3 separate regions of the Anser cygnoides genome follow, and regions 1 and 3 are each linked to region 2. The links are chromatin contacts, called in public Hi-C maps. All regions are on one chromosome and are shown on one strand. Each heading gives the region's core, a stretch centred on a gene start, on an enhancer-like site or on the middle of the called end of the contact. The rest is flanking DNA. Distances are from core to core; before and after follow the strand shown. Region 1 overlaps LARP1 (La ribonucleoprotein 1, translational regulator). Region 2 holds the start of NIPAL4 (NIPA like domain containing 4). Region 3 holds the start of LOC106032875 (ovoinhibitor-like).

Region 1 (3,399 bases), core at 563-3,062, 780 kb before region 2:
GAGGAAGGCTTTTTGTCAGCTTCCAAGCCCCCGGTCGCAGCTGCAGCGAGGCTGACGGCCATTAAAGGGCTTGCATCTGTGCGGAGCCCTCGGCTGGGCTGCGACACGGTGACCTCGCGTTGCTCGCGCTGCGGGCCCCGCCGCTTGTGCTGTCTCATCGGCTGCAGCGGGCTGCGGGTGGAGAACACCCCTCTGCGGATGACAAGAGATTAATGATGTCTGGTCCTCAGGCTTTTTTCTTTGAAGCTCCTCCACCGCGCTGGGAGGCGGAGCGGGCGATGCTCTTGCAGGGCCGGCCTTTTGTAGCCGTGCACCTTTCTCCTGGGGCCGTCTCTGCGCGGTGACAGCACACGCGTGACCCCCGCACGGCTGCTTCTGCCCCCTTTTTGTTCCAGGCACAGCCCTGCCTGCCTCCTCGGCTTCCACAGAAGGAGGAGCGGGTTCGTCCAGGCGAGGCAGAGCTCCCAGGGCCAGCTCCGAGCATCACCGCCCTCCTGCCATCCAGGGCTGGATCCCGCAGCGGAGCCCCGCTTCCCCTCGCCGCCAGCCCAGCAGCTGGTGCCTCTGTGCCGAGTGCTCCCCCAGTGCTGGTCACCCCGGTCAGGTTCCCGGCATACCTCCTGCTTTCCAGATAAGCTCCAGGACCTTGGGCTGGGCCCTGTTTGTCGCGCTTGGTGCTTTATCAGCTCTCGGCCGCTGACAAGGTGACCTGCAGCACCAAGGACCGTGCGGGAGGGAAGGTCTCCCCGGCCCGTGCCGTGCTTTGGGATGGCACCGCTGGGACCCGCAGCGTGTGTGTGTGTGTGTGCGTGTGTGACCACGTGCACCCCGCATCACTCGTGTGCTGAGCACCCTGGTCTCGGCGCTGCGACCCGGCTCGGTGCTGGGCTTGCAGCGCGCCGTGTGGAGGTCAGCTCCGCGGCGAGGCCGGGCCCGGGAGGGGCGGTCTCGCTGGGTCATCGTTTTTCAAACTAAATATAGTCGCCTGTGCTTTCATAAGGCTGGGATTTTTGCGTCACGTGATTGTCTTATCCCTCCTGGCCGGCAGTCAGTCAGAGTAGGGGATCTTGTGTCTGAATGGGTAATAATTAACTGTTAACTAGCTTTTCATTAGAGGCTGGCAGAACAGGCAGAGCGGTGCCGCAGAGGTAAGCAGGAGCGGAGGAAACCCCTCGGGGTCCGTCCTGGAGGGTGGAGGCCAGTGCTGGTAGGACACCCCCCCTTTAATTTGCAAATCAGCAGCCCCCAAAGGTGAGCGGGTTGGTTTTTCTCGGGCGTTTTACGAGGAGTCGCGAGTCCTGCCGTGTCCTGCGCGTCTGTCCTTGCCGTCCTGTACTTCCTGCTCGCGTCGCCCCTCCCTCTCCCCAGCCGCTGATTTTTTTTTTTTCAGGTCACGAACTATCAGCTGGGCTCCGGGCCGCCCTGGAGGAGAGCCTGACCCTCGGCCTCCTCCACGGCTTGGCTCCTCTGCCTGCCCTCATTCTCCCCGGGCCGCTGCAGCCTCGTCTCGGTGCTGAGCGCGCCCCGCCGTCCTCCCCGCCCCGCCGCCGAGGTGCCCTTGCTGTGCCTCGGCGCCCCGAGCAGCAGCTGAACCAACTCGCCTCTTTTCTCAGGGTCTGCAGCCCCAGCCCGCCCCTGACGGACGTCCACAGGTTGCAGGACCGACGTGGCGTCTGCCGCTGCGGGAGCCGCGAGCGCTGCCGGCTTTTCCAGCCCTCTCCATTAACCGTTTAATCCGCCGGGGAGCGTTTGCAGATGTCCTCGGAGGCATCGGAGCGGCTGGCGTCGCTCTCCTGCGGGATGACAGGGGAATTGCTGGCTCAGTGCTCGGCCGGCCAGGGACGTGCCCGTGCCAGGGAAGCCGGGTCAGGCGCCGGGGCTGGAGCTGCGCGGCACCGTGGGCGCTACTCCGCTCTCCCGGGGACAGCAAGGTGGCTCCGTATTGCGCCCTGCTTGTGGCACCAGGGAGCTGGGCATCCCTGGCCGCGTCCCTGCTGCAGTTTGGGAGCCACCGGCTCTCCCAGCAAAGACCGTGGGAGAAGTCAGCTTTCCTCAGAAAACTGGGGAATTTCTTGTCGTCTCCTCCTGCGCGACCCAGGGGTCGGTGCAGGGCGTGCGTGTTTGGCGTCTGTGGTGAAAGTTTCCTAGAAATTCTCTTGGGGAAGGATGTCACTTGAAAAGGCAGCCGAAAGATGTCACTTGCCCTTAAGATGGTTCATTTGCTACCTTTAACAGCAGTCAGCTGTGCCAGGAAAAATCCACGGCATCCTCGCTGGTGCTGTTAGTGCTGGAAGCACCCAGTGGCATTTCTTTACCCGCTCCTTCCTGACCGCAGCTTGGCTGTGAGCTGAAGGGTTCTTACCCTGAACCGGAGGGCCGCGGGAGAGCTTTGTGCAGCGCTGGTAAACCCACACCAGTCCTGGGAGCAAACGGGAGTCAGACGCTGCGGGTGTGTGCGTGCAGGAGCTTGTAGCTCAGTTACAGGCGTTCAAAAAGAAATTCTGTTCGTAGCCTCCCTGTGACCGGGGCTGCGTAATAACGGGTGCCCCCGCTTGTTGGGAAGCGCTGTGCCCGCCTGCGCTGCCTTTGGGCTGCAGTCAGCAAGGGGACAGGCTGCAGATTCACCTTCCCCTGCTCGGGAGCCATCTGAGGAACATCAGCCGAGGGATGCGAGGCGTTGCGGAGCTGGGAACAAAGCTCCGGAGCCGTGCTCCCAGCCCAGGGCTCTGGCTCCGTCCCGCTGCCGCCCATCAGCCTGCCCTCAGCCTGCCCCTCTGCGTTTTCCTGGGGCCAGCCCCCGTGCTCCGGGAGCTTGCTTTAGGACACCCAGGTAGGAGTGTTCCCATGCTCTCCGCAGCGCTGTCAGATGCCCTTTTTGAAGTTATTTTTAGCGAGTGATCTTTGCAGCCGTCGCAGAGCTTACATTGCGGAGAAGTGTAGGCAGCTCCTCGCTTCCTTCCCTGTTACAGCAGGGCTTGTGAGGTGGAGCCGTCTGCCGAGGAGCTGCAGAAAATTGCTTGGAAGGCTTTGAGCCGCGGCGCCTGCAGCTCGTCTCGCTCCTGCCGAACGTGCTTCCCATGTGCTTCACGGGATCCTGCTCCGCTCTGCACTTTGAGGGCTTTTGCTTGGTCCTCACCTCGCCCGTCGTACAGCAGTTTTTCTTGCACGTGCAAGAAAATTCGCGAAGGTGTTGGAAGTATCCCTCCTAGCGGCTGGCCCTGCCCACAGAGGTGTGCTGCCAGCTGGGAGCTGTGTGACCGCGTGCCCCAGGCAGTGGTGCTGGCTGCAGCTGGTTCCCTGCAGTCCCGGAGCAGGAGATGCCACCTGGTCGTGCCAGAAGATGCTTTCCTTGCAGCAGCATCTCGTTTTAAACTCCAGGCGAGCTCCGTTACGGTGCTC
Region 2 (3,623 bases), core at 610-3,109:
ACGGTGCTCGACCCACTCAGCCATCGGCTCCATTTCTGCGATCAGCTTCATGTTCACACACTGCACGAATGGCTCATAACCAGCATCAGCAGGTAAAATTATAAATAAAGGCCAAACCCTGCCTTCACTGTCTAGCTCAGGGTGCCTTTCACCTGCATAATAAATAACAGCAGCAGAAGTTGCTTTCAAATCACTGATAAATCAACATGCATTCAATTTCCAACATCAGAAATCGCTGCCATGCTGTTTGGATTGATTATCAGGTGCTCCTGTGATGAAGGGCAGGACATGGGATTTGGCCAGTACAATCCTCCTCAGTCACCCTCAGTTTTGTGGCTGATGAACCGACCCAATTAAAACCAAATGACTCACAAAATGCTGCAACATTTGCTGGGGAAAACAGTTTGTACAGAGATACGATCAGGTGCTGAGTGAAGGATCCACATGGTGCCAGCAACGCTGCAGCTTGATGGTCTGAGAGCAATTTCTTAGTAACGTGCAGATAATGCATTTTATGGTGAAAAAAAGCAATTTTTCAATCATTAAATACTGCAGATCTTACATTTGATTGCCTCATGAAATATACAGTTTCTACCTAAAAATGCAGGCTTGCTGAAGGAAAACTAAGCAGCTTCTATTGGTTTTACTTATCACTACTGACCTACAGCAAAATCTGGCGATTGGATCCTGCTGCAGTGAAAGGGCTTTCGTATCAGCAGTGGGGTTGTGTACACACGGTCACTGCGCACAAATACAGGAATGGAGGACGTCAGCAGAGGAGGGTGAGGATGAAGGTAAAGCACATCGGAGTGCAACAGCCTCTGAAATGTTCGCACATCAATATTATCAGCAGGAGCAGGGACAGGAAGTTGATGGAGAAGTTAAACTGCCAATGGAATAGCCACAAAGCGATGTAAAATGAGTCCAAGTGACGGAGGAGCCCACACGTGCAGATGGACAACCCCAGGAGTACAGCAGGAGAGCCCCTACCCATCCCAGCGGGGCTGAAGCTGACTCTCTCAGGGCTGGGATTCAGCACAGAGACAGCAAAATCCTAAATCGCAGCCACTGCTGGTAAAACTGTGTCCTGCCCTCGTGGCGCTCCGCACCTCACAGCACGACAGTGCCCTTGCCACTGCACACTCGTCTTTTGTTGGTGTTTGTTTTTCAGATGTGCCTTTGCCGGCAGCCTTTTCTTTGACTCGAAGGTCAGATAAGGGAAAATCTGCCCTGACCTCCAGCAGAGAGCATGGCTTTGCCCTGCGAGCACACGATGCGGGGAACCCTGCGCCTGCCCCAGAACCTCTGTTAGGATGTACCCATCCTCCTTATACCACAACATGTTTCTCAGCCCCCCAACCTTGCCCTTCAGTCCTAAAAACTGCTGCGCACAGCCATAGGACTAAGTAGGGAACAACCAACACCGAAGCTTGAAGCAGCAGGACGCTTTCTGAAAAATTCCCTTGCTACCCCAATACCTCCTGCGACAGCCTTAGTAAGAGCAGCTGTGTTCAACACGGACACCACTCAGGATTTAATTTTTCCTGCCTGCTTTTAAGTTGTTCCCCGCTCTCAGCACACAGAGCACCCACACCCCGCAGCACCCCAAGACGGGGTCCCCCCCGCCCAGCCATGCACCCCGCATCCCATTCCCCCTCCAGCTCCTCCCCATCCCGGCCACCCGAGGGGACAACCACGCTCCCTCCCGAGCCGCACCGGGCTGGGGTGCGAGGCTTTTAGGGGCGGTGGCTTGCATGGGAAGAGGCTCCCGGAGCTGTAAGCCGGCCCCGTGCCGGAGGAGGAGCCGGCTCGGGGTGCCCGGGGATGCCGAGAGCCCTACGGAGGGCAGGACGGAGGAGATGGAGCGGCCGGGGGCGAACGGCAGCTGCAGCAACGGTGGGTGCACCCCGGGGGGGGGGGGGGAGCGGGGCGAGACCCGGGGGCTGAGCCCCCTGCGGGCTCACCCCGGCTCCGGGGCTCGCTTTTGGGGTTGGGTATTTTTATGGGGCGGGGGGAGCCTGCACGGGACAGAGGAAAGTCCCTTTCTTTACAAGGAGCGCAGAGCCCGGGCTGCGAGCACCACGCAGCACCCTGCCAGCCTGTTAGGGAAAACTAATTCTAACTAATTTTTTAGAAACTAATTTCTAACTTCCCCTTAGAAAAAAAAAAAAAAAGTTTGGATCCAAATCCTGAGCTCTGTGTGCAAGGGACGGGGCTGGAGGCTGCAGAAGATCTGAGGCACTTTGTTGGGTTAAGGAAGAGGTGGGACCCCTATTCAGGGAGCACTGTCAGCAGTTCAGCCATGGCACACCTCCGTCTGCTGAGAGAGATCCTTGCTCTGTAATCCCAGCGTGTGTTGAGGCAGAAAAATCAGTCTTTTAGTAGAAAGAAGCTTTTTATGACACTACGTGGCTGCTTTACTCCATAAGACCACAGTCACACCGCCTTTACTACACTCAGTTAAGACTGCAGGAGGGAGATGTGCTGGGTGTGGTAGGAACGTGAGGGTAGGAGGAAACTCAGCAATTTCCCACCCCCACAGCCACACGCCTCACTGGGGACAGGCTCAGTGCCTTCAGCACGGACAGCAGAGAGCTGTGCCTGCTTTCAGCTCTTCCACACCAGCAGGACTTGGTGTGCTTCACGAGCACGCAGCTACCCTGCGAGTAAGTGGAATGAACCCATTGCACAGTAAAGTAATGCAGAGAATAAACTTCGGTCCAGGATGAGCCTGTTGTCCTCGTACGAGCAATCACGTGGCTCTGCTCAGTACACAGAGCCAGGACAAATTTGCAGTTACAAAATGCTGGCAGTGCTCCATGTTAAACTCAAAGCTGCAGGCAAGCTGGCAGATGCAGGGTTAGATGACCAGGAAGCACCAAAGCCTTTGGATCAACAAGGCTGAGTGCTGGTAAGGTATAGTTCAAACTCATGATGGTAGAGAATCTCTGGTACGGATATTCAGAAATTCACATTACATTATTAGAGTGGTCCTCGTGGCCTCCCAGTTCATGGTGTGGGGGCTGGCAGGCACATCCAGTGTCAACGAGCTACTTGAACTGTGCTCCATAAATCTGCCACCAAAAATCCTGCCGTTTCCTTGAGAGATTATAGAGGCATCCTAAGTTTGAGCTGGAGGTGTCAAGAAGCTGGGTATGTGCAGTTATGGTGACAGCATGACAGTCCCAGGGCTAACAGAGGCACACTTGATGGTCACATCAGTAATTCTGTTTTATCTCCATGGTCTCACAGGGTCTCTACTCACCCTTTTCGTGCCTTTCCCACCAAGTTGTGTGCCGGGTGATCAGTGGTGCTGATCCCACTGGCTCAGTCCATGACAATGGGACATCAGATACCTCCTGGGTAGCTCGGCTGGAAAGCAATTATGGATTCTACATCGGCTTGGGCCTGGCTGTCTTCTCCAGCTTCCTCATCGGAAGCAGCGTCATCCTCAAGAAGAAGGGGCTGCTACGGCTGGTGGAGAAGGGAGGCACCAGGGCAGGTAAGGCTCTTGGGCCAGGAAGGGGAGGTCTGGCTGCTCCCAGAACTGCACGCATTGTCCAAAGCCCAGCACTCAAAAGGCAACACCTCTTTATCAGCCTTTTATCAGCATTGTAAATAAG
Region 3 (3,286 bases), core at 702-3,201, 860 kb after region 2:
ACCTTGCCGCTTCTGCGGGGTTTCCAGCAAAGCTCACCTGTTGTGGAGGCAGATCCCACACTCGTTGCTGTACGTGGAGCCATCGGTGCCGCAGACTGGCTGCAGGTTCCTTGGGCAGGCCACCCAGAGGGTCCCATCCTTGCCGATGCTGCTGGAATACTGGCTGCAGTCAACCTGTGAAAGCAGCACAACATCAGCCCCAAGGTCAGCTCCTGCCCAGAAAGGACAAGCCACACAGCCTCCCACCTCCTGCAGCAGTGCCCACAGCTCCAGCCGGGAGGAAACCCAGAGGTATCATTTTGAACCTGCTCAAGCTGTCAAGAGCAGGGAAACTTCTCTACAGAAGTTTTTGATTACGCCTTCCTGCTGGGGGCTGGTGGAGGCACGACATGGAGGAAGGACAGCTGTGGGAGAGACGGTGCCTAATGAAGGCATCTGGTAACTGGGAGCCTGGCCGTACTCCATAGCCCCTCAGCTCAAAATCTGATCGTTTCCAATCATGCTACAGTCTCTGGTGAGTTACAGGAGTCTCGTAACTGCGTGGGAAGAACCTGCAGACAAATCCATCATGCGGACCCCGCCGTTTTCCTCAACCCAATATAAGGATAGAAAAGAACACAATACTGTGGGTCTTACCATATAGAAAAAAATATCAGAATCATGGTCTTTGATGCTTTCAAGCATATCGTCTTAAGACAACTTTCCTCTTGAGGAGGTAATATACTGCCTTTTGACTCGGAGTAACTCAATTATATTTAAGAGTTATTATAATAGGATTGTATAATTACTTCTTGCTTTCTTCATTTTACTTAATGAACTGAAAATAGTATAAATGGGGGGGTGTTTTACTTTCTCATGATTCGGCAATATCATTCAATCATGCACTGGCAAATATTATTTGAACAGCCAGGATTTCATTAGATTTAATCCACTTGCTCATCAGGTAATTATATACTGTTCCTATTTTACGAGAAGCTCAGAATAGAACAGAATAAATGGAAAAATCTGTAACTCACCTCAATTCCAAAGGTAATATCTAAAAGAAAAGTAGAGAGAGAAAAGAAAAAAATACATATATATTGATGTGCAGAGATGACATGCAAATCTTCCTATGAAACAATTAAATTCAGCGACTTGTCGATTGGTTTATTGCGTTTAAGAAAATGTAGTCTTACATTATGTTAGTAAGTGGTCATAAGATGAATTAAAAGTTACTAAATAAAGTTTCATTCCACTTCTGATGGCAGATAGAAGGGGGGAGACCACATGTATTAATCGGTTCCTAAGACATTACGGGGAAGTGATATAGGCATTTTCAATTCTGCACTCTGAGTTTAACCTCTTCTAAAAGATTTTGTATTTGATTTCCAGAAGCTCAGATGTGCATTTAAGATGGCTTTCGATCACCGGCACTATCCATCCCAAGACACAAACTTCTCAGTTACCGGGGACGGCACAGTAAAGTTTACAGAGCGATTCTAGCCATTAAAGTTTGCGCTTATGTTGCTCACATGGACACGGATGCCATTGCAAACAGCTTTGCTCTGCCCTTGTACCCAGTAGTTCCACATGCAAGCTCCTGCCATGCACTAAGACTGCTGCCTCAGCAATTTCCTCCTATAAACCAAGATGAAAGCAGTCATCTGCATGAGGTTTGCTGAAACCTGGATCTGTCAGTCTAATTATTTGCTACACTCTCAGGAAGAATATTCCTTCATGGAATAAGGCTGTCCTGCACATTACAAGACCGCAGTACTTTTGCTGATCGCCCAGCCACTGGTTCAGCTAAAGCAACCTATGCAATAGGACAGGAAACACTCACCTAAGAAGCAGCAGAGGGCTACAGCCGCTCTCACAAAGAGCCCGGTGGTCTTCATGGCAGACAGCAGCAGTGCCACTACAGCCCGCTCGCTCTCGGTGTGGGAGAGGAAGGGCACAGGTAGAAGTGGGAATATATAGCGAACTGTCATATCAAATGGTCCCACCTTATGATGTAACACCCAATCTGTCATCAGCACGGGAAACCAAAATGTATTTACCCAGCTCTGGATTTCTAGCTAATGATTGACGTGGGCACGTATGCCAGGAAGGGGCCTTTTGTGTGGCTTGAGGGGAACCAGCAAGTGGAGAGCGTGCCAGGGCCCCTCCGCTCCCGGATCTGCCCCAGCACATTGCAGGCTCTCATTTACCCTACGATTGAATAAATGCAATTAGGTTTTTCTCCTCTGCTGTAGTTTTCAACCAAGCTCCTAGCTGGTAGCCAAAACCCTCGTTATTTCACCTTGGAGCATGATTTTGCACTCTTCACTGCTACCTTCCATGTCAGTTTGAGCCTGGGCACTTGCAGCCCAGAAGGTTACCCCATTCTCTCTGGGAGAAATCCTGTTCTTCTGCCTTTAAAAAAAAACTCAGCAGAGATCTACTCCATGTACCAACTTTCTCTGTATTAAGGCAAGGAACAAAGCCATGAAGTTCGGTCCCAAATCCATCTTTTTGGCTGTTCACTGATAACTCCTGTGGTACCCTTTGTTCACACACTACCACCTCCCCTGTTGCCCGTTCCTGACCCACCTCGCCAAGCCTAAATGACACCATCCCACGGGGTAACAGGTCAAACGCTTTTGCTGTCTGGATAGACTAGATCTACTGTACTTCCTTTATCTAGGAAGTCAGCCAACTTTGTAAAGATTGATATTAGCCCATACACGATTATCTTCCGGCACATTCATAGCATACATTAATCATTCCTTTACACTTCATGTCTTGTTTTCTTCAAGCTTCAACTGAAGGTTTGCCCAGCATTAAAGTAACACAGCTTAGATCAGTCCTGAACATGTTTTTCTCCTTTATTTAAGCAGATTTTTGTCAATTCTATAGATTGGTCTCAAAACAAGTCTCCTCAGTTGGGATCCTAGATTTTCCAAGTTTTTAAGTTTTAATCTTTCATATTCTGTACTCAGTAGTAAAAATCCTTATTTACAGATCTATTTTTGGCATGATTTAAACAGAGTGAGCTCAGCTCAGTATTATTTTTCTAAGAGGAGGACATCAACACCCTTCTCACTTGAAAAGCAAATCCACAATAACATGATTTGGGGGATTACTTAATCGAAAATTCTGTTTGCTCCTCATATCCAGGAGCTCTGCTAACATTAGTAGTTTGCAGTGTGCATCTACAAAGTTAAAGTCTCCCCAGATACCAACATTTCCAGCTATGTTGATGCCTAGTGATGTTACAGAGGTCTCTATTCATGTATCTTGCTTTCGTTACTTCCCCGAAATTCAG

What was found. A called contact is a pair of places that touch in the nucleus more often than the background predicts.
Region 1: a Hi-C map of liver shows a contact between it and region 2, with 4 times the contacts expected there. The contact joins the enhancer-like site here to the promoter of NIPAL4 in region 2. A contact is called at or near these places in 2 of 7 Hi-C or Micro-C datasets (both in liver).
Region 3: a contact with region 2 is called in a Hi-C map of liver, with 4 times the contacts expected there. The contact joins the promoter of LOC106032875 here to the promoter of NIPAL4 in region 2. A contact is called at or near these places in 2 of 7 Hi-C or Micro-C datasets (both in liver).

Annotation. Positions count from the first base shown.
Region 1 is chr14:7,362,514-7,365,912 of Taihu_goose_T2T_genome, forward strand. The region is part of intron 2 of LARP1 (La ribonucleoprotein 1, translational regulator); the gene reads left to right. Among named protein-coding and RNA genes, the nearest start is that of LARP1, 21 kb to the left of the region's middle. Within about 2 kb of position 1,813, at least 3 of the 3 cell types and tissues checked have open chromatin away from gene starts, as enhancers often do. A contact at or near this core is called in liver, where this site is marked.
Region 2 is chr14:8,144,811-8,148,433 of Taihu_goose_T2T_genome, forward strand. NIPAL4 (NIPA like domain containing 4) reads left to right here and starts at 1,860. Exons shown (of 7, transcript XM_048057149.2): 1 at 1,860-1,896; 2 at 3,253-3,269; 3 at 3,271-3,502. The coding sequence starts at 1,860.
Region 3 is chr14:9,003,084-9,006,369 of Taihu_goose_T2T_genome, forward strand. LOC106032875 (ovoinhibitor-like) reads right to left here and starts at 1,952. Exons shown (of 25, transcript XM_013176081.3): 1 at 1,823-1,952; 2 at 1,017-1,036; 3 at 38-174. The coding sequence starts at 1,877.